7 separate regions of the Mus musculus genome follow, and all the other regions are linked to region 6. A link is a contact called in public HiChIP or PLAC-seq and promoter capture Hi-C data. All regions are on one chromosome and are shown on one strand. The core of a region is the stretch at or near the end of the contact, and the rest is flanking DNA. Distances in the headings are between cores, read along the strand shown.

The links. Promoter capture Hi-C pulls out the DNA fragments that hold promoters and counts their contacts. HiChIP or PLAC-seq counts read pairs in DNA pulled down with a chosen protein or histone mark.
Region 1: an H3K27ac HiChIP or PLAC-seq map of microglia shows a contact between it and region 6, with 7 times the contacts expected there. The contact joins the promoter of Pcbp1 here to the promoter of Gfpt1 in region 6. A contact is called at or near these places in 2 of 39 promoter capture datasets (hippocampal neurons and neutrophils), 3 of 484 Hi-C or Micro-C datasets (CD8 T cells and embryonic stem cells) and 8 of 115 datasets of contacts at active chromatin or transcription factors (astrocytes, effector CD8 T cells, extraembryonic endoderm stem cells and 5 more).
Region 2: a promoter capture Hi-C map of pre-B cells shows a contact between it and region 6, with 2.4 times the contacts expected there. The contact joins the promoter of A430078I02Rik here to the promoter of Gfpt1 in region 6. A contact is called at or near these places in 3 of 39 promoter capture datasets (liver and pre-B cells), 3 of 484 Hi-C or Micro-C datasets (CD4 T cells, cerebral cortex and embryonic stem cells) and 2 of 115 datasets of contacts at active chromatin or transcription factors (extraembryonic endoderm stem cells and stem cell-derived neural progenitor cells).
Region 3: a contact with region 6 is called in an H3K4me3 HiChIP or PLAC-seq map of embryonic forebrain, with 6 times the contacts expected there. The contact joins the promoter of Aplf here to the promoter of Gfpt1 in region 6. A contact is called at or near these places in 5 of 39 promoter capture datasets (the C10 cell line, the HPC-7 cell line, embryonic stem cells and 2 more), 10 of 115 datasets of contacts at active chromatin or transcription factors (the NIH/3T3 cell line, astrocytes, cardiomyocytes and 7 more) and 3 of 9 other capture datasets (embryonic stem cells, liver and macrophages).
Region 4: a contact with region 6 is called in an H3K27ac HiChIP or PLAC-seq map of cardiomyocytes, with 4 times the contacts expected there. The contact joins the promoter of Tia1 here to the promoter of Gfpt1 in region 6. A contact is called at or near these places in 1 of 39 promoter capture datasets (liver), 2 of 484 Hi-C or Micro-C datasets (CD4 T cells and regulatory T cells), 6 of 115 datasets of contacts at active chromatin or transcription factors (astrocytes, cardiomyocytes, effector CD8 T cells and 3 more) and 1 of 9 other capture datasets (liver).
Region 5: a contact with region 6 is called in an H3K27ac HiChIP or PLAC-seq map of thymic regulatory T cells, with 7 times the contacts expected there. The contact joins the promoter of C87436 here to the promoter of Gfpt1 in region 6. A contact is called at or near these places in 5 of 39 promoter capture datasets (the HPC-7 cell line, hippocampal neurons, liver and 1 more), 1 of 484 Hi-C or Micro-C datasets (uterus), 7 of 115 datasets of contacts at active chromatin or transcription factors (the NIH/3T3 cell line, astrocytes, cardiomyocytes and 4 more) and 2 of 9 other capture datasets (adipose tissue and pancreatic islet).
Region 7: a contact with region 6 is called in a promoter capture Hi-C map of second pharyngeal arch cranial neural crest. The contact joins the promoter of Isy1 here to the promoter of Gfpt1 in region 6. A contact is called at or near these places in 12 of 39 promoter capture datasets (the 3T3-L1 cell line, 3T3-L1-derived adipocytes, the C10 cell line and 8 more) and 3 of 115 datasets of contacts at active chromatin or transcription factors (astrocytes, effector CD8 T cells and memory CD8 T cells).

What each region holds. Positions count from the first base shown.
Region 1 is chr6:86,524,540-86,527,631 of GRCm38.p6, reverse strand. Pcbp1 (poly(rC) binding protein 1) reads left to right here and starts at 1,443. Exons shown (of 1, transcript NM_011865.4): 1 at 1,443-3,092. The coding sequence starts at 1,717. The coding sequence ends at 2,787. 1600020E01Rik (RIKEN cDNA 1600020E01 gene) reads right to left here and starts at 302. Exons shown (of 5, transcript NR_037960.1): 1 at 199-302.
Region 2 is chr6:86,479,280-86,482,109 of GRCm38.p6, reverse strand. It overlaps A430078I02Rik (RIKEN cDNA A430078I02 gene), which reads left to right and starts at 1,280. Exons shown (of 3, transcript NR_131126.1): 1 at 1,280-1,444.
Region 3 is chr6:87,670,619-87,673,700 of GRCm38.p6, reverse strand. It overlaps Aplf (aprataxin and PNKP like factor), which reads left to right and starts at 1,540. Exons shown (of 10, transcript NM_001372332.1): 1 at 1,540-1,841. The coding sequence starts at 1,746. It also overlaps E230015B07Rik.
Region 4 is chr6:86,402,739-86,405,549 of GRCm38.p6, reverse strand. Tia1 (cytotoxic granule-associated RNA binding protein 1) reads right to left here and starts at 1,331. Exons shown (of 13, transcript NM_011585.4): 1 at 1,028-1,331. The coding sequence starts at 1,053. It overlaps n-TGccc4 (a tRNA gene), which reads right to left and starts at 1,657; the gene lies at 1,587-1,657.
Region 5 is chr6:86,437,161-86,439,950 of GRCm38.p6, reverse strand. C87436 (expressed sequence C87436) reads right to left here and starts at 1,277. Exons shown (of 10, transcript NM_001364557.1): 1 at 1,104-1,277.
Region 6 is chr6:87,041,596-87,044,320 of GRCm38.p6, reverse strand. It overlaps Gfpt1 (glutamine fructose-6-phosphate transaminase 1), which reads right to left and starts at 1,475. Exons shown (of 19, transcript NM_013528.3): 1 at 1,316-1,475. The coding sequence starts at 1,322.
Region 7 is chr6:87,837,049-87,840,080 of GRCm38.p6, reverse strand. Isy1 (ISY1 splicing factor homolog) reads left to right here and starts at 1,322. Exons shown (of 11, transcript NM_133934.4): 1 at 1,322-1,437. The coding sequence starts at 1,435.

The sequences.
Region 1 (3,092 bases), core at 194-2,693, 520 kb after region 6:
GTACAACATCTAGAAAAAAACTAGAAATTTTTTCTAGATGCTTGGGTACTTGGTTACATACTGTGCACACACGCGCGCACGCACACACACAGGCACACACCTGCCTGCCATTACTCAGTTTTTTAAAAATCCCGTGTCAGGCCTGCATTTTATTTATTCTCCTGCCCACCAAGGGAATTAACTTTCTTCCAAAAGCACCTCTTGCTGTTTCATCCTATGGGAAATTCTGAGACTGATGAAAGGCACATTCTAGAGCTTTCAGACCCGGCCCAATTTTTCGATGGCGACACGTGTCGCCATTTTGTTGGGAAACATGGCCGCCAGCCCTCCCCGCTCGGGGGTGGGGTGGCGGTGGGGTGAGGAACGCCACGCTGGTCCTTTCGGCCAAGTATTAAACAACACGTTCCTTCACACGACCTCCTCCAGGCTGACTATGGCGGCGGCACGAGGAGCCGGCAAAGAAAGCACAAGGCGCTCTCCAGCGTCTCGAGGGCCATTTCCCGGCGGGAGGCCTCGGTCAGGGCGACCTCCCAAGATGGCGGCGGCGCCCAGGCTTGGCCGCCTCCCGAAAGCGTGGTCCAGGCGGCGGGCGAGCCAGCGCGGACATGCGGGGGGCCATGCCGGCACGCCGTCAGTGCGCACCGCTCCTCTAAGGTCTCGGGAACTATCGTGGGACATAAAACACGAGGGCAGGAGGTAGCGCCTCCGAGGGCTTCCCTAACCGGAGCCGACCAAGTGCAAACAAAGCATTATGTAAGTGGACGCCATTCCAGCGGCCCCCGTTCCTAACGCCACTAGCCCGAGCGGCACTCGCCGGGGCGGGTGACTCTCGCTCGAGTCTCTCTGCGTCGCGGACGCAGCCGCCGGACGGAGGCCAAGGTGGGGGCTGGGACCAGGCGCCCGGACGCCGGGGACGAAGGGGCCCCACGTGCCCAGCAGAGCGCGTGCACAGCCGCCGGGCCGCGCCTCGCCTCGCCGCCCCTCCCCCCACGGAAGCCAACGCGGGCCGCTCGCGCCCCCCCTCGCTGCCGCGCATGCGCCCTGGTCCCCTCCCGCGCACGTTTTCGACCCGCGGCGGCCTAGCTCCCGCCTGCAGCGGCCTCCGCCGATGCCTGTATCGCTCCGCCATCGAATCCTTGGGCGGACCGGGAAACAATTATCTGTCCCCGGCACAAAACCAGTATATTTTCCCAGTCCCCTGCCGGAGCCGCTAGGGTTAACAAAACACGTGCTCCCTCTCAATCTCTGCCGGGTCCCCAGTTTTGCCCACGTTGTCCGTTTTCAACCCGACGGCGGTGCCACCGGGTTATTTTTCTCAAGGGTCGCGCGCGCTGGCGCAGTCTTGTGACCTAAAAAAGCCGGTCCTCTTTTTTTTCTCCTAGGGGTCCTGCGCGGAAAGCACTTCCGGGGTCAGAGGGTACGCGGGGTTGAAAGCGGGCTTCCCGCCCCGCCCAGACCGCCGAGGCTGCCGCCGGAGTCGCCACCGCCGCGCCCTCGCCCACCCGCCCGTCGACCGCTCCCGGTCCCGCTCGCCCCCGTCGCCGCCGCCGCCAGTCCTGCGACGCCGCCGCGGCCTCCCGCCCGCGCCCGCCCGCTCCTGCGGCCCCCCGCTCGCCTCGCGCCGGCAGTTCGGGCCTACTCCTCCCCTCCCCCGCCAGCCGCCCAGGACTTGACCACGTAACGAGCCCAACTCCCGAACGCCGCCCGCCGCTCGCCATGGACGCCGGTGTGACTGAAAGCGGACTCAACGTGACTCTCACCATTCGGCTGCTGATGCACGGAAAGGAAGTAGGCAGCATCATCGGGAAGAAAGGGGAGTCGGTGAAGAGGATCCGCGAGGAGAGCGGCGCGCGGATCAACATCTCGGAGGGGAACTGCCCGGAGAGGATCATCACGCTGACTGGGCCTACCAATGCCATCTTTAAGGCCTTCGCCATGATCATCGACAAGCTGGAGGAAGATATCAACAGCTCCATGACCAACAGTACGGCGGCCAGCAGGCCCCCGGTCACACTTCGGCTGGTCGTGCCCGCCACCCAGTGTGGCTCCCTGATCGGCAAGGGCGGCTGCAAGATCAAGGAGATCCGCGAGAGCACCGGGGCCCAGGTCCAGGTGGCGGGGGATATGCTGCCCAACTCGACCGAGCGGGCTATCACTATCGCCGGCGTGCCGCAGTCCGTCACCGAGTGTGTGAAGCAGATCTGCCTGGTCATGCTGGAGACGCTCTCCCAGTCTCCACAGGGGAGAGTCATGACCATCCCGTACCAGCCCATGCCGGCCAGCTCGCCAGTCATCTGCGCGGGCGGCCAAGATCGCTGCAGCGACGCGGCGGGCTACCCCCACGCCACCCACGACCTGGAGGGACCACCTCTAGACGCCTACTCGATTCAAGGACAACACACCATTTCTCCGCTGGATCTGGCCAAGCTGAACCAGGTGGCAAGACAACAGTCTCACTTTGCCATGATGCACGGCGGGACGGGATTCGCCGGAATTGACTCCAGCTCTCCAGAGGTGAAAGGCTATTGGGCAAGTTTGGATGCATCTACTCAAACCACCCATGAACTCACCATTCCAAATAACTTAATCGGCTGCATAATCGGGCGCCAAGGCGCCAACATCAATGAGATCCGCCAGATGTCCGGGGCCCAGATCAAAATTGCCAACCCGGTGGAAGGCTCTTCTGGAAGGCAGGTCACTATTACTGGCTCGGCTGCCAGTATTAGCCTGGCCCAGTATCTAATCAATGCCAGGCTTTCCTCTGAGAAGGGGATGGGGTGCAGCTAGAACAGCGTAGGTTCGCTCGTAACCCCCTTCCTGCTGTTTCCCATGATCCAACTGTGTAATTTCTGGTCGGTAATTCCAGGTTTTAAATAATTTGTAAGTGTTCAGTTTCTACACTTTATCATCCGCTAAGAATTTAAAGAAAAATCACATTCTCTGTTCAGCCGTTAATGCTGGGATCCATATTTAGTTTTATAAGCTTTTCCCTGTTTTTAGTTTCGTTTGGGTTTTTTTGGCTCATGGATTTTATTTTCTGTTTGTCGATAAGAAATGTAAGAGTGGAATGTTAATAAATTTCAGTTTAGTTC
Region 2 (2,830 bases), core at 31-2,530, 560 kb after region 6:
TGCATACCTACAATCTCATCAGTTATGAGACAGAGGAAGGCAGTCAATAGTTCAAAGTCTAACTGGTCTCCAAAGTCAGTTTCAGGTCAGTCAAGGCTATATATAGGAGGAGATCTTTTTTTTAAAAAGTCAGAGATGGCTGTTGGTCAAGTGCCTACTCCAGGGCATGAGGCCCCCAGCTGTGACCCTAGGGACCATGTTAACACTGCGGGGTGCAGGGTGCTGTGTGTCTGTAACCTGTAGGCCATTGCTGGTGAGGAAAAGACAAGCCAATCCTGCAGTTTGTTGGCCAAGTCAATAAACTCAGGTTCTGCTGAGAGCCCGGTACCTCCCCACAGAGTGGGGTTCAGATCAGGGCTAGCATATCTATCTCCCAAGCAGCCTTTTCTGTTAAGGCATTAGACTCCTTTCTTCTAAGCAGAGAATATTGCTTGGCTGATAGAAAAACTGGAATTCTATCCTATCAACACTTAAACCAGGAGTGGCCCAAACCTATTCTAACACCTAGGTGATAAAGGAAGAAGGCTTGGAAGTTCAAGGTCACCCCCCAGCTACCTGTCAAGTTCAAGGTTAACCTGGGCTACAAAAGGTCAAATGCAAGGTTAGCCTGGGCTGCAAAGGATTTTCTAAAAACAAACAAACAAACAAACAAACAAACAAACAAACACCAAATCCCTGGGCAGGCATGATCTCTAACAGCTACCTTTCATTCCAGTACTAGGGAGGCAGAGAAAAGGCAGGCAAGTCTCGGCGAGTAAGTTCCAGGTTAGCCTGTATTACACAGTGAATTCTTGGACAGCCAGAGTTACATAATGAGACCCTATCTCAAAAACCACCACTAACAACACCATGCTTTGCTGGACACAATTGTTTTAATTACAACATTCAGAAGCAGGCAGATTGAGCTCCAGGCTGGCTAGAGATACCTACTGAGACCCTGACTTAACAAACAACAATAATACACAAAAATCTTTCTCAGAGTTATTTTTGAAACACAGTACGTTTGCTATCTGTAGTTGCATAACATGCACATGGGACTTTTCCCTGTATAACCATTCCCAGATAAAGGATGGGCAATGGGAGGTATATACTAATTTGTTTGCTGTTGTTTTTAAATTTTGAGTCGTGTAAACAAATTACTGATTCAAAGATGGAAATATATACAAATGTTTAAAAGCAAAGCTAGTGCAAGCTCTTGCTTTGCCTAGTCACACATCTTTGAGAGCGCTCCACGGCCCCTTCTGTGCAGCCAGCAGTGGCCTCTAGACTCTTGCTGCTCTTCGCATGGCCATTTCAGGACAGCCCACACCTGAAGGTCCACGAGCAGCTGCTTTTCTTCCCTGACTTGGAAACTCCAGAGCTGGGCTGCCTTTCTGAGGTCGACAGTCTAACAACCCGCTGCTTGCCCTTGATTCTCCTTTCTGTGCCTTCTCCAAGAGCCCTGGTAAGCTCTCCGCAGTTTTGCTGACTGTGTTTTCCTGTCTCCTCTGCTGGTGCCCTCCTCCTGCAAGGCAGCGTCCAGCCCCCTGCCAGCTGGTCATCCCTCTCTAAAGAAAACAAAGCTCCACAAAAGCCTCCAATATTCTCACCGAGTCTACAAACCTGAGATTTGCCTGGCTCTTGCTTTGGAGTGGAGTGTCCCTTGTGTACAATTAAACAGGATACATTAGTTTTAAGACACAGTTCCTTGGTTTCGTTTTGTTGACCCAATCAACTGGGAATGCCCGTTCTCATAAAATATCTGGCCCTGTGGAGAGTCCCATGGGGCAGTACAGTTTGTGTGAGAGTCTGGCTTAGTTGAGAGCCCCAGTAAATTTCCATTTGGTATTTCAGAGACTGGAGCTACATGGAATATGTATCTGCAGCTGTCTGAGGCCAGGAGTTGGGGGCAGAAACATGAGACCAAATTCCTGCCCTGACATCTGTGAGGGTTGTTAGGGGGTTGTCAATTGGCTATCATTGTCTGGAATACTTTGCTTAAAAAAAAATACATTTTCAGTAAACCAATCACATCACCAAGTTGTAGATATTTTCATGGTATTAGCCATTTTAAGGTCACCACACTGTGTGTGACAACATACAATTTATGATCATTGCTTTCCTCCCAACCCCCATTTCTTTCTAAGACAGGATGTCACTATGTAATTCCTCCTGGCACTATGTGGACAGGGCTGGCCTAGAACTCACAGAAATTTGCCTGCCTCTGCCTCTCTTTATTGCTCTTTCTTAAGTGTTTTTGGGGAATTAGCTTTTATATTGCAAAGATCACAGATAGCTGAAGTATAAACTAATTCACACAACCTCAATAACTCATTAATCTGACCCTGACAGCCATAGCATCCAGCTTTTAGCTTTCTTTAGCTACAATTCCTCAGCTCATGCATGTGATCTGAGACCTCTGCCAGGTGCGCTCCATGTGCTCTGAAAGCAAGTTGCTTTCACAGATGCCAAGTGTGGCCAGATCGCAGACATTAGAACAATCCATTCCTCCCCAGAGAGGATGCACCTTCCTTCCCTTGAGTGCCTTTAGATTGCTGAGGACAAAGAGCAGAAGGCCCTGGAGGCTGGTCACTCTCCAGCACACTTGCAGGGCTCAGCAAAGCCTGTCAGAAGCAGCAAGGAGCTTCCAAGGAAGTGACCCCCGCTCACCCCCACAAAGCTCACCCACAGAGAGAGAGGCTGGTGTTACTCAGGTTTCCTGACAGGACATCCTGGCTTGTGACACTGAAAGATTGGAAGATGCCAGAAGGTGGCCTTGAGACACAGAGACTCTTGTCAAGTTTGCAAAATACCATTCAACAGCAGGTATTAACGTATTAACCCTCAACTC
Region 3 (3,082 bases), core at 291-2,790, 630 kb before region 6:
TGGTCATTGGTTGCATAAGAAAGCAGATTTAGCAAGCCTTGAGGAATAAGCCAGAAAGCAACATCTTTCACAGCCTCTGCATCGGTTCCTGCCTCCATGTTCCTGCCTGGAGTTCTTGGCCTGACTTCCCTTCTGCCCCCCAAGTTAATTTTGGTTTTCTGGTTCTGTATAGATTTCATTGGAGTTTTGATTAGGAAGAGGGACAAAGAGCTCCAAGGTCCCCAAGTTCATCTTCAGCCTCCTAAAGTAAGGCTAAGGTTTAAGTAGGGGGCCAGCATTTGAATATCTGAGCCATCTCCAGTTGCAAGGTGTGGCCCTGCCCATTACTGCTGAGGTTCTAGTGCTTCAGCAAGGCATTCTGACAAATTGACGGGACTGTGAAATCTCTCCGGGGGAAAGTCTCTCGTCTTGATGGGTCTGCCTTTTGACTTTTTAATCCAGCATGAGATTACTAAGGAAAATTCCAGTCTCTTAAGGCCCACTGTTCTGAGAGCCAAAATGAGGGTCACAGTGACTCTTTAGAATAACTCCATTTCCCCTAGGCTTGTGACAAGGTGGCCTCTTGGGGAAGAGAAGACCTTGTGCCTCCTGGAGGCATTAGGGGATAAGACTCCAACTCCATGACCTTCTGCAGAGTCCTGTAGTACAGGCTTTAATATGGAAGAGAAAGCCCTCCAGACACAGGCCTAGCTGAGGCTGTCCTCAGCCACAAGAAAGGAAAAGATCTTAAGAGAGCAGTGCCAAACTCTGGGCCAGGCTTCCTCCAAAGAGAAAGTTCCCTCTAGCTGGGAGCCCTGAGCTTAGCAACTGGCTTCTCCATAGAAAAGACCACCTTTCCCCTCCATCCCGTCCCTGTAGGTTTGCCCCCCACCCTCGGACCCTAGGTTTGCTTCCCCCAGTCCAGGCCTCCACCAAAGAGAAAGACAGGCCTGCTACAGATCCCAGCCAGAGAATATGCCTCTTTTATAGAGAAGGAAGATTCTCCGGCCCCGTGGGCCAAGTGTCTGAGCCAGGCCTTTGAAAATAGAAGCTCCACTGGCTGCAGATCCATCCCCAAATGAGTATGGGGCGCCTGCACAGGAAAGTTAATGACCCTCTTGAGGCTGAACCCTAAAAATCTAAGTCCAGACATACTTCTTGGAGTAGGGAAGACAGTCCTGCCACGGAGGCCTTATTCTAGCCGAAGCTGTCTCCTTATGGAAGAGAAGGGGAAGAAGCAGATACACACATCATACTCCATTGGGAAAAGAACATCCCCCTGTTGAAGTCACAGGGCCACGGGCCAGCACTGTGGTTCATTTAAAAACTCAGGCCAACCCTCTCCTAAGGCCTTGACGTCAGCACTACTCTAGCCCCACCCCTGCCCAAGCACGAATCAACCTAGGCGCAGAGATGCGCGTATTGCCTTCTGGGATTGGTAGTTTTTCCATGCAGTCTGTACTCCGGAAAGGAGCCGAAGGGAGGTGTCAGGAACTACAAGACCCAGCGTTCCATGAGTCCTGTGAGAGGAAGTGCTGGAAGATTGTGGGTGTGCGTTCCAGTTTTTAAGCTGTAGTTTGGCGGTCTGTTGACAGGTATTCCCTGCACGAATCACAGGCTCTCAAGGAGTGGGGATTCCGGAAAGGGAAGAAGCACACTCACCAGGAAAGGAGCCTCGGGTTTCACACCCCTTCGGGCCATGCCCAGCGTGCCTGAGGGAGGTGGCTACGAGGTATCTCCTGGCGAAGGAACCTTCTCTTACCGCCATGCCTTCGGACTTCTTTCTGCAGCCTCTGGACGGCGGTCCCCGCGTGCCCGTGGGGCCGGGGCAGACTGTGATAGGCCGCGGGCCGCTGCTGGGAGTAAGTGTGGGAGGTAGTGTGGGCGTGGGCAGCCAGAGCTTGCTCAGCCGAGGCTGTCTCTTGTCTCCTGAGCTTGGGAACTCCGCGTCTTGGCTCTGCTTGTCAAGATTTTATAGGTTTGGGGCAGTAGGTTTTCAAACAACGTTAGTCAAGTCCCAGACATTTCTTTTTGGTGCCTGTATGGTTCGAGTATGGACCGAGTTAACATCATTAGCCTATCCAGCTGGCAAACGAGGGCCAAATCCAAGTTGAGCTAAGTTCGGGTTGTAAGATGTAAAATGTAAACAGACCAACTAAACAAAACCGCTGCTAGTATTTAAAGACGTATAGTACTCTAAAGGTTAATGTGTTGCATGTTGACCTACAAAGCTTACAATATTTACGGTACTGTATGAGCCATAACAGGGAAGGTTAATCACCTCCCTTAAGCTAACTTCTTTTATCTCCTTGCCTTCTCTGCTGGGCTGGTGGGCCTTACCAATAATAGCAGTATCCCTTTTGGTAGTATCAGTAGCTGTCTTTAAGTTGTCTGGGTAGTGAACCAGTCATTGTTCTAAAGAGATGACTTTAATTTACTACTTCCAAAACTTTTTGAGTTAGGTGCTTTTTATTAGCCTTGTTCAAATGAGAAAGTTGGAGTATAAACTGGTCATTTAAAGGTGATACATGTACAAATGGCCACTATGCTATATATTCTTTACCCTCTTTGGGAGGAGTAGGAACCAAACCGTTTGCAGTTTGCACTATGAAATTATATTTGGTGGTATTAAACCATTTAGCATTGCCACAAGACCTATCATTTACAAAGGCCACTCTAGAGAACCTGGCGGTCGAGTTGAAATATCACAAGGGAGAGATGGGCTAGCCATTAAGAGCCTGGAATTTATTACAGAGGACTGGCTTCCCAGCACTTATGTCAGGCAATTCACAAATGCTTGTAATTCTGCCTCTCTGGGCAATGTACACACATGCATATCCTAACATACAGGTATACATATATAGTAAAAAATAAAATTTTAAAAATTCACAAAAAATTGTTTTTAAAAATCTCTGCCATTATTTTCCACCTGAGTGGTATTTTCTGTGTTCTTACTGCCCTGTTTCTTGGTTTCTTTTCTCTTTGTTTTTCCCCATTATCATAAGAGTTTTGTGCTCCAACATAGATTGTTGGATTGGTGTTTATGTTTTTATGAGCATGGTAGTTTTGTAGTTTCCGTTTCCGGGTTGTGCTTTAGATTTTG
Region 4 (2,811 bases), core at 82-2,581, 640 kb after region 6:
AAAAGTACCAGGATTCTAGAAATAAAAAGCTATGGCAGGAACTAGGTGCAGAGTTAAGGCCCGTAACATGATACATGTTCATCCTACTTCATTTATATGAACTATATGCACGATACATCAAGTTGCAATCTTCAAATATACCGGGAGAAAAAAACAACAACCAAAACCCACAATTTCTTGAGCTTTTCTTTTTTGCCCTGTGAAACCCAACAAAGGCACAACCGCCTCAACCCGTGCGTTGAAAAACAAAGAATGCAAGGGGAAGTTACATGACAAAGACAATATCCTAGACTCGAGTTACAAAATATTCACTAAAGATGCTTACACCTGACTGACCACAGTTACTCCATTAATAAAAATGTCAACCACTAGTCGCAAATGGTGGTAAATATGTTTTAATGAAACCCACTTTCCCTCGGTAGATGCATCCCTCCGAGTGAGATTTCCATTTTTTAAGAACGGTTTCAACATCCTTGGGTGTCCAGTTAGGTTTTTTGGTCGAGGGTCAGGGGAGTACTACAGAGGGAAAGCCGAAGACCTTCGAGAAAGATGTCTGGCTTTTTTTTTTTTTTTCTTTCCAGTTCTCAACTGCAAGTATAAAGTTTTTAACCTCAGCCTTCAAGAATTAAAAATGAAAAAAATCCTACCAAAAGAAAAGAGAAAGGACGTTCCAGATGGAAATCTGGAAAAGATTCATCGAAAAGAGGGGGCGGGGAAAAAAAGGACGCAAGCATGGGACTCCAGGAGGACGTGCCGAGTCCTGAGGAGAGCTTTGAATGAAAAGTCCTTCCTCCAGGTCTGGGGGCCGCGGGTGCAGCCAGCCGAGGGGTGACAGGGGCCGAGCCCCTCTCCCGCCATCGTCCTCTCGGCCCGGCTCGGCTCTAAGCATCCTGGCGTGCGCACGGGAGGGAGGAACCACCACAGCGCGGCGTCCACGGAGAACAATAGGCTGCAGAGAGGCGCAGGGCCGCGGCCTCCCTACGGGGCGACCACCATCCCGCCTCCCTCAACGCTGCTCCAGACTCACAGAGTCTTGGGCATCTCGTCCTCCATGGCTGCTGCGGTCGCGGCGGCACCTCAGGGTCCAGCTCCCTGCCCTTCGCTACCTCCCAAATCCTTGAGGCGGGCTATGGCTGCGGAAGAGCCGGCCTCCTCGCTTGACCGGAGGCTACTTCGCTTTCTTCTTTGGCAGCGATTACACAAAAAAAGGCCCGGCCTACCGCGAACAATGAAACCCCGATCCAAGATGGCGGCGAGCCGGACGCCTAGGAGCCGGCAGCCGAGTGACCCGTGCCGCGCATGCGCACAGCCAGCTAGCATGCTCACCCTCCTGGCAGCCGGGTTTAGGCTTCAAGGACGGGGTTCACTTGGTGCGCAGCCGCGCTGCCACCAGGCAAGGGATGGCTCAGAGTGCGCAGACGCAATGCCAGTAGTTTAGGATTTCTGTAGTTTCAGAGCGGAGTGTTTCATTTGTGAATTATATAGTGAAATTAAAAATCCTTGGGGAGGTTAAAGAAATAAAATAGCAGGTGTTTTTCTAGCAGGAAAATTTTCTTTTTGCACACTATTTAAAGAGAGAAAAGACATGCGCCGCCCGGGAATCGAACCCGGGTCGCAAGAATGGGAATCTTGCATGATACCACTACACCAGCGGCGCTGTTGAGGATTTGGGCGTCCGAAAACTCATAGGAGATACGTTAGTATCTCTGCCTATTGGATTCTTGATTTATGTAAATGAAAATTAGAACGAATTGATACTTGCACTTTTTCCGTTGCTTTATGAAACGATTCATTCTTTCTCATACCAATGCTGTTGAGTGGCTGTTTGAGAAAAATCTCGACTTTCATTTTTGCTTATTATTTAGAAGTAAGAGTTGTGGTAAGAAAATAAGGTCTACTTGACAATAAGCAATACTTTGCGAGCAGGAATCATATTTATGTCTGGATTTCTTTTGTATACCCAATGTAATCGAAAAGCTGGTAATAACAGAGTTACTGTTGCAAATTGGTGAGAAGAATCTCAACAGTCAGCCCTTGCTTAGGGTTCAGAGTTATGGCTCTGGAATGTGGTTCCGGTACTTTTTTTTATCCTTTCTTATTACACTATACATATTATGTAAAGCATTTATTAAAGACGTGAAAGTTTTTGTATCCAATGTCGTTCTTTTACATCAGTGGTCCTCAAGATTCCTAATGTTGCGACCTTTTAATACAGTTCCTGGCATTGTAGTGACCCCAACCATAACAGTACTTTTGTTGCTACTTCATAACTGTAATTTTGTTACTGATATGAATTGTAATGTAAATACTTTCAGCGATAGAGGGGTGGTAAAGGGGTCGCGACCCACAGGTTGAGAACCAATTGCGTACTCTGCCATATTTGGGATTCCCTCTCTCTTTCCTTCTTCCTCCCTCCTTTCCTTCCTTCTTTTCTTTCAACTTTTCTGTTTTTCAAGACAGGGGGTCTCTGTGCAGAACTGGCTGTCCTGGAATTAGCTCTGTAGACTAAACTAGCTTCAAACTCAAAAGATCCTCTTGCCTCTGCCTCCCTAATGCTGGGATTAAAAGCATGAGCCACCACCACCCCACATTTGGGAGTTCTACTTCTATAATTATCTCTAGAGTACGTCATATTTTCAGATTATATAGAGTCTATATTATAGACAGAAAACAAATATTGTCCACACTTCAGAACGCAGAAGTAGGTAGGAAGTTCAGGAGTTCAAAGCCAACCAATGCTATTTAGAAGCAAGCGCCTCTCTTCAAACAAACAAACAAAGAAACAAACAATAATTTTAAAGAAGAGTATGG
Region 5 (2,790 bases), core at 28-2,527, 600 kb after region 6:
TATGTGGACCAGGCTGGCATCCAAATCACAGATATCCCTCTATGAGATTTTGTACCTGCAGAATAGGAAAAGGACTTCCATTAAAGAACTAAGTACAGTGTGCTGAGTAAGATGCGACTGTAAAGCCATTAAAAACAGTTGAGATCTGTATACCAGTAACAAAGCTTAGTGCTTTGTGTATGCTATGCTTGGTTTTGAAAGGAAAGGAAAGGGGAAAATGGGGCTGCAGAGATGGCTAGTGGTTAAAAGTGTGTATTGCTCTTTTAGAGGGCCCAAGTTTGGTTCCAAGCAGTAACATCAGGGCTCATCTGCCTAAAACTCTTAATTCTGGGAAGTCCAACTCCTTTGACACACTGGATATACACACATGCATACACAAAAATCTTTTTTTAGAAAAGACTTTAAGGACACAGCATAGTTGTCTATTTCCTCAGCAGTAATTTGAGACCCGAGAAATGGAGGTTTAATCTCATTTTTTTTACTATTCGAATTTGAAAACATGTATCACTACGAATTATTACAGAGTTTTTTTCTTATTTTCCTTTTTTGGGGTGTGGTGGGGCGGGAGGTAGGGGGCAGGATTTCTTTGTATCGCTCTGGCTGTCCTGGGATGGACCGGGGAAGCCTCGAACTCAGAGACTCGCCAGTCTCTGCCTGTAGAGTTCTGGTATTAAAGGAGCTCGTCACCATACCCAGTTTGTTCTTTTCTTTTTGAGACAAGGTCTGTTATGTAGCCTAGCTGTCCTGGAATTTGAGATCTTCTTGCCTTCGCCTCCCGAGTGCTGGGATGACAGGCTGCGCCACCACGCCCGGCTTGCAGACTCTGTCTTAAAAAAGGATACACAAGGAACGCGACTTGTGAAGGAGCTCCGCTGGAAACCTGAAGGGTCTCCCGATGATTGTCTCTTCTCAGCAAGAGGGTGAGCAGCGCCTGGCGCTGGCTGAGGGAACCCGAGGCGCGGTAGGCTGCCCCCTGTCCCATGCGGCCGCTGAGCTGGTCGGTGTGGGGACGCTGTTTTGGGCACGTGAACACCGCCCCAAGTAAGAAAGAAGTATTCGAGTGCATGCATTCACACAAGGGATCCTGTGGAGGCGCTATTTACCCATTTTAGGAATAAAACTGTCTGGTTGGATCGAGACGTCACAGCTCGCAGACCTTTACTGATTGTAGAATCAGCCCGGTCACTGTCAAATAACAGAGTCCGGGCCACAATTCCTCGGTGTTGTTTAGGGGAGCGCGCCTAAGCTCAGCTTCCGGGAACGGCCGGCTGGAAAACGCACTTCCCATGCGACCCGCTTCCCGGCATCCTGCGCAAAACGCCCACTTCCGGCGGCGTCAAACTGAGGGCCCAGCAAAAATGTCAGCAGTCCGACACGCAGTTCCCCGAACACTTTTTCCGCCTCTGTTCCCACCCTAAGCCGTGCTCCGCCGGTGCTTGGCCTCTCCCACTTTGCCCCCTTACCTGCCTCGCAACTCTAGGAATCTCGTTGGTGACGACCCTCGCCGCGTCTCTTCTCCTTTTACAAACGGACTTTTACAAACACGTCCAAACTGTTTGCTTGTAACGACGGTCGTTATTGGTCAGATCAGCCCACGTGCGCCAAGGGCCCGCTCACCTCCGCTGAAGTGGCACCATGGGATTTGTAGTATTTCAGGGGAGTGCTCTCTTTTGGAAAACTACAGAGAAGGCTCAGGGTGCTGACACTTTGTGGCTTTACCTAAACGTACAGAACACACCAGCAAGGGCTTCCCGGTGGTCCCTAGTACATCGAACCTGAACAATTCTGTGCTGAAAACAGTTTTACTGGAATCGGAAGCAGAGCTCGCCTGAGCTTGTATGGTTTTCTCTCGCTTCGCTCTTACACATTATTGAACGACTCCCCCCTTGGAAAGAGCCGAAATAGACTTTATGTATATTTGTTCTTCAGAATCGTAAATCCCCGGCACCAATATTGTGTTTCCTGGAACTCTTTCTGTAGATCAGGCTGGTCTCGAACATAGATCCGCGGGCCTCTTCCCTCCAATGTGTTGGGATTAAAGACATGTGCCACCACCGCACTTCAGAAACACTCGGAAAGCTATGGTGCCTTAGGTGAGGCCGGTGTGTTCCCATAGCTTGGACACCTACTGGTGGTGCGCTGTAGGCACAATTGCTTTGCTCTAGCCAAATTTTACTTTTCTCCGTTACAGTGGCCCTTTTCTGGGATCAGATTTTTCTAATATTGTTTCAGAAACTGAAGGAACTAAAAAAAGAGATGTTTCCTCTCGCCACAATTTTTATTTGCTGTTAAGTTCAAAAGCATTCATATTTATACCTGGATCACATGGCTAGTTAGTTCCTAGCAACTGCCTCAAGTGGTGACCAGAGAGCATCAACCCTCATTTCTTTGCCTGGCATTGGGAAGTGTTTCTCCTTTGTTCTATAGTTCAATGTCAAGCCCTCCAATAGAGAGACATGCAGACAACATCTTTCTGGATGCTGTTTCTCTCCTTTCTCATTAAGTGTGCAGTGGTTCATGAAAGACCTTGTGATCCTCACCTCCCTGTCTTCAGAACCAGCCAACTTGGGTGTCCTCACACCAAGCTCTCCCAGGCTGCAATTTTCAACTGACATTTAAAAAAAAACAAAAAACAAAACAAAACAAAAAAAGCAGATAAAAACAAACAAAACAAAACAAAAAGCCGGGCCGTGGTGGCACACGCCTTTAATCACAGCACTTGGGAGGCAGAGGCAGGCGGATTTCTGAGTTCAAGGCCAGCCTGGTCTACAAAGTGAGTTCCAGGACAGC
Region 6 (2,725 bases), core at 226-2,725:
AAGGAAAGGTAAAAATATAACTTTTTAAATACTACTAATGGCTCATTCCCATTTTACAATATTATTAGTGGTATCATATATAATTCTCATGGTATCTTTTAGTAACACTTTTTGATAATGGGGGGCGGGGGTGAGGGGTAAGACAGAGTTTCTCTGTGTAACTGTGCTCCAGCTGTCTTGGAACCAGGTTGTACTCAAAATCACTGATTTCCACCTGCCTCTGTCTCCTGAGGGCTAGGATTAAAGGCGTTGTACCACCACCGCCCAGCTAAATAAGAAGCCTTAAAATATGGAATAAAAGAGCCTGTTTTTTTTAATGGTTGTAGTAAAGACATATGTTAAACAGGTGTACATGCATGATGTGGGATCTTTAGCCAGGACTACTACTCTCTCTTCCAACAAGATCAGCTCTGAGCCCATTTCATCAAGTTATTGATTTAGTAATGGTTCCTGTTGAGAGACTTAAGAGTGGCAGAAGTCATGTGGGGTATCACTGTCAGTGCGTTGGCTTGAGTTCTCGCAGGCCTGCCTAAAATAAAGTGACTAGAATTAAGTATTTTTAAGACTGCAAGATAAGTAAATTCAAGAAATGCTACCAGCCAGGAGTGGTCATTCATACTTATAATCACAACACTTGGAAGGCTGAGACAGGGCAATGTGAATTACAGGCCAACCTGGGCTACCAAGTGGGACCCAGTTACAAAGAGACAGAAAAAGGGGATTTGGGGGGTGTGGCTAAGGGAAAGAGTACTCACTCACTTGACAAGCTGCCTTTATGAGTTTAACCCCCAGTACCACACAGCATGTTCACAGGTCGCCTCACTCACCTGGTGGACCTTCCCCTAGGCATCCCTCCATACTTGGTCTCACTTTGAGCCTCACAGCTCTTCTAAGGTAGGTATTCATCTATCCTCTGAGCTCTATGCAAAGGTGCCCCTTGAACGCTCTGATACCCTCCCTGGCCCACCCCACCCCCAATCCTCTAGCCCCTTTAAGTAGCCTCTGACTCCTAGGGCCCCCACAATCTCCTCTGCCGGTCCCTCTTAAGCACACTAGCTCCGGCCGCCCCTTCAACACCGGAATCCCCATCTTAGAGTCCCTGCCTCACGGACAGCAGCCTTTCTCCCCAGAGACCCTTCTCCTTCCAGATCCCGGCTCCCCTCAGGACCCTCAATCTCCTCGGGATGCCCGCTCCACAAGCCCCCCTTCTCTTCAGGACCCCAGCCCCAAGGCCGCTCTGTTGACACGCGCTGTCCACCTCTGGCTTCACTGCGCGGGCCCTGCGGCCACCACACACCCCCATCGCTGCCCTTACCGCACATGATGTTGGTCACGGGCGAGGGCTGAGCTGTCGGGCGCGCGGAGAGCTTCAGAAGCGAGGGTGAGCTCGGGCCGGGGTGGTGGCAATGAGAGGACTCTGGGATGCGACAGCTCAGACCCGACAGTCCGACTCAGCGCTCGCTTCGCTCTCAACTGCCGCCCCGCCCCCCCCGGCCACGCGCGCCGCCGCGGCTCTCCCATTGGGCCGCGCCCGCGCCGCTCACGCGCAGGCATCGCCCGCCCAGCGCGCAGACGCAGAGCTGCGGGTAGCGACGTGGCAGGGGCTCGACCAGCATCCGCTTTAGGTTCCTGGAGCCGCCCGCTGAGGGCGAGCCGAGCCTCGGAGGAGGAGGAGGAAGGGAATGTTTACACAGCAGTTTGTGTGTTTCAAGGGGAACGGGAAGGAGGGAGACAGAGAGAAAAGCTGTAGGGCAGGAGGGAGAGCCTGGGACAGACGTGTCAGTGTGCAGAGCCACGGTGGCCGGAACTGCGCTGCTGGCGCAGAGGTGCGGGAGCCTGCAGGACGCCCTCGGGCAGCCATTCCGGTGACGACCTGAGCTGTAGGCAAGGTGCTCAGCGCCCCACTCCCTGCCTTCCTCACTGTTCTCTGCCTAAGGTACCACTAGTCAGTAGTCCCAGCACTGCGCCTGCGCTCAGGGAAGCTGTGGGCACGTTGTACTCGGGATCGCTCTTGTCGCGAATGAACTCTCCGTTGAGAAAAGAGGAGTTAGCGGGGCGTTCCCTTTCAGAAGGTTTAAATAATACCTTGGAGCAAAAGTAGCTGGTTATCAGCCCGCACTTGATAGCTCTAACGGAAATGAATGAGTAGGGCCCACAGAAGCACTCTCAGCCAGAATCCCCTTCCTACTGCTCCAGCATTCAAAACTGCACGCCAGGGTTATTCTACAGAGTCCCACATCACATCCTTGCCACTTTTAAGTGTGACATCTTTAGGTCTCCCCAAGATGGTTTTAACATCTCATCCTTTGATCTGTCTCATACAATAACAGACTTCTTTGGTTTTTTGTTTTTTGTTTTGTTTTTTGTTTGTTTGTTTGTTTTGAGACAGGGTTTCTCTGTGTAGCCCTGGCTGTCCTGGAACTCACTCTGTAGACCAGGCTGGCCTCGAACTCAGAAATCCGCCTGCCTCTGCCTCCCGAGTGCTGGGATTAAAGGCGTGCGCCACCACGCCCGGCTATAACAGACTTCTGTATTAAAGGTGGTTTTTTTCCTCTCCCCACTAAACTGTTAAGTTCCTTTATGATAGAGTGAGATTTTTTTGTTTGTTTGTTTGGTTGGCTTTTTTTTTTTTTAATAACCAACACTTGCCTAGTCATAGACCAGAGCAATACGTGGCAAATTAAAACTGTTCTGGTGGCTGGAAAGAGTGATAAAAGCCTTATAG
Region 7 (3,032 bases), core at 73-2,572, 800 kb before region 6:
GAGCCTGCCCACTAGTTGCCAACTAATAAGGGACTCTAATTTGGTCTTATATGCACGGTGGTAACATTCTTGCATGGACTATGACAGGGTACTCTCCTTAGTGTTGACTCAGTGGGAGAGCCCACCACCATTTCCAGAATCCATCTCTGCTAAGTGACTCACGTAGTCTCTAACTTCCCACTTGCTCCAGGTAGCTTTTTCTTCTCTGGACCTTACTCCGTATTTCATTTTCTTCTCATTACGTTTTTGTTTTTCGAGTCGTTTCGTGTGGCTATCCTGGAACTTAACTTTGTAGACTAGCTTCAAACTTCAAAGATATGCCTGCCTTCTGAGTCTTGGGATCCAAGCTGCCTTTTTCTTTAGTTTTTGAGGCAAGTTCTCACTATGCACCCCCGGCTCGCCTGGATTTCCTCTCTATGAAGACCAGGGTGTCCACCAGTTCACAGAAACTGGCCTCTTTTGCCATCAAAATGCTGGGATTGAAGGCATTAGCCAACAAGCCTGGCCTTATCTCTGTATTTTATTTTAATTAATTAATTAATTTGTTTTTTCGAGACAGGGTTTCTCTGTGTAGCCCTGGCTGTCCTGGAACTCACTTTGTAGACCAGGCTGGCCTCGAACTCAGAAATCCGCCTGCCACTGCCTCCTGAGTGCTAGGATTAAAGGCGTTCGCCACCACCGCATCTCTGTATTTTAAAAGATGTGGTCTCTGCCTTCTGGGAATGTGTGGAGAGAGAGCTGATTCCTTGGCTTAAATGTTTCTTTCACGATCACATCTGTCAGTTTCATGGAAACAGCCACCTTTAATAAAGAATAATGATAATTATACACGTTTCTTAAAAGGAGGACGATCATAGTCTCAGTCACTGTTCAGCTCCAGGTAAATGGCAGGCAGCGGTGAAGAAGCCTCCCAGGAAGACAGGTTCGCCCCAATGGCTATGGTTTGCCCCAGTGCCTGCGCCTGGCGGGTCCAGGCAGGTGACAGAACTCCACGCAGGGTCCCTAGGGGCTATGAACACTCAGTGCATTCAGAGAGGTGCAGTCATTTTCAAAAAGGTCATCTGCTGTCATAGAAGACTCAGGAAGGGCAGAGGCAGGCGAATCTTTGACCGCAGTTACCAGCAGAACGAAACCAAACGACAAATGACGCACACATTCCTGCCGCGCAAGCGTAGTCTTGCTGACTTAGGCGCGGGATGACGCACTGGACACGCGTCGGCGGGAAGCCGCCTACCGAAGCTCCACTGCAATTCTCTCCCCTCCCTCGTCCTCCCTCCCTCGCTTCCGGTCCTTAATTTCCGGTCCTTTCCATTTAGTCTTCCGACAAAAAGACCAGACTGTCCGCTGTTTTCCGTTCCCGCGTCTGCCTGCCTTGTTCCGGGCGCCTGAGCACGTTGCGTTGCAGAGCGGCGCCAGGGCGCCCTCGCCGGCACCATGGTGAGTGCGTTGGGGAAGGGATGGGGCTCACGGGGGACCCGAGGTCTGGGCCAGTGTGCGGCCTCGGGCTCCCTGGCCTATGCCGGGATTCTTTTCCCACCTGGCGTAGCTGTAAGAAATGGCAAGAAAACTGAGTTTGGGAGCTGTATTGCGTCTTGGTGGTTCAGTCTGGGTGAAGCACATTATGCGTAGAGACTGAACGGCCCGGGCGTTCTCAGGTTCCACGGATAGGACCTTTTAAAGGGCAGGGTCTCCACGCCTTTGCTTGCCTGAAACCGAGGACAGAATCTGACATTCTCTAGACGTGTGTGACATAACCGTGAGTGAATGAATAGGATGGGCTGATCTGTTGAGAGGTTGTGATTCTCGGTTTCATTCACTCAAGAAGCGTTTAATATGGAAGTATGAGATCAGACACAGTGTTGGTTCAAAGAGGCGCAGTTACTGTAGTAATTTCAAAGTAAAGTGTCCGTGGACCTCGAGAGATGGCCCAGTGATCAAAAACCACTTCACTTTGGTTCCCAGCACCCACATGGTTGCTTACAATCATCCAAAACTCTAGTTTTAGGGGATCCAACACCCACTTGTTAAGTGACACTAGACACTCATGTGGTGCACTTACATGCATACATGCAAAGCACTCATACACATACAAAAAATATTAAAAAATTAAAGGTAAAAATCCCCTTAAAAGTATACGGAGTGGCTTTCATACTTCTGAGATTTATTGATGTCTTTGAAATCTGTATAGTCTTATCTACAAAACCAGCCCATTTTGGTAGATATTTATCTATATGCATATACCAAATTATGTTTAAGGATCAGGTGTAAGTATATGCATAACCACGTGCAAAATATGGACACATTCAAATATATAGGCCTTCTTGTCAGTCTGTGCTTTATAATACTAAGTAGAAAAAAAACATTAATACACTTTGGGCGGGGTGGTATTTACACATACATAGGGGCAAACAGATACATACTCCTGTTAAATAAAACAGATGCATAAACATTTAAGGAAGCCATGGAATGCTTACAGAGGATGTTTTGGACACTACAGACTGTTGAGAACAGAAACCTAAAAAGGAGAGGAAACAGTGGTCTTGAACAGCTACTTCTGAAGGAGGGTGTGTCCTGTATTGATGTCATGTTCATATATCCACCTTCCACTGGCCAGGTTCCTTTCAGAGTTGATTGGAAGGGGCAATCTGAAGGGCAAGTTAAATTAAACTCATCTTGCTGACTCTCTAGACTGTGTGTCTGTTTCTGCTTGACTTCATGCGTTTATCTGAGTAAGTCATCATAACGTTGCAAGATAAAAGCTACAATATGTGCTGTGAAGGGAAACTTAGATTTTGGTGAGACCACGTCTCAGTGATGGTGAGAGGAAGAGCTAGGAGCAAAATCTCTAGTTCCAAATTCAGCAGGTGCGCTTTCTGTGTAGTTCACAATCCAACTGAAAAAAACTGTTCTCTTCCTGATCCTGTGTAACATTTAGGGACCATTGACTTAACACTGCTGCGGCAGCACTTAAATGAACATCACTTTGCAAAAGCCAGTCTTGATGCTCTCCTCTGATAGCCACTGGCAGCAGA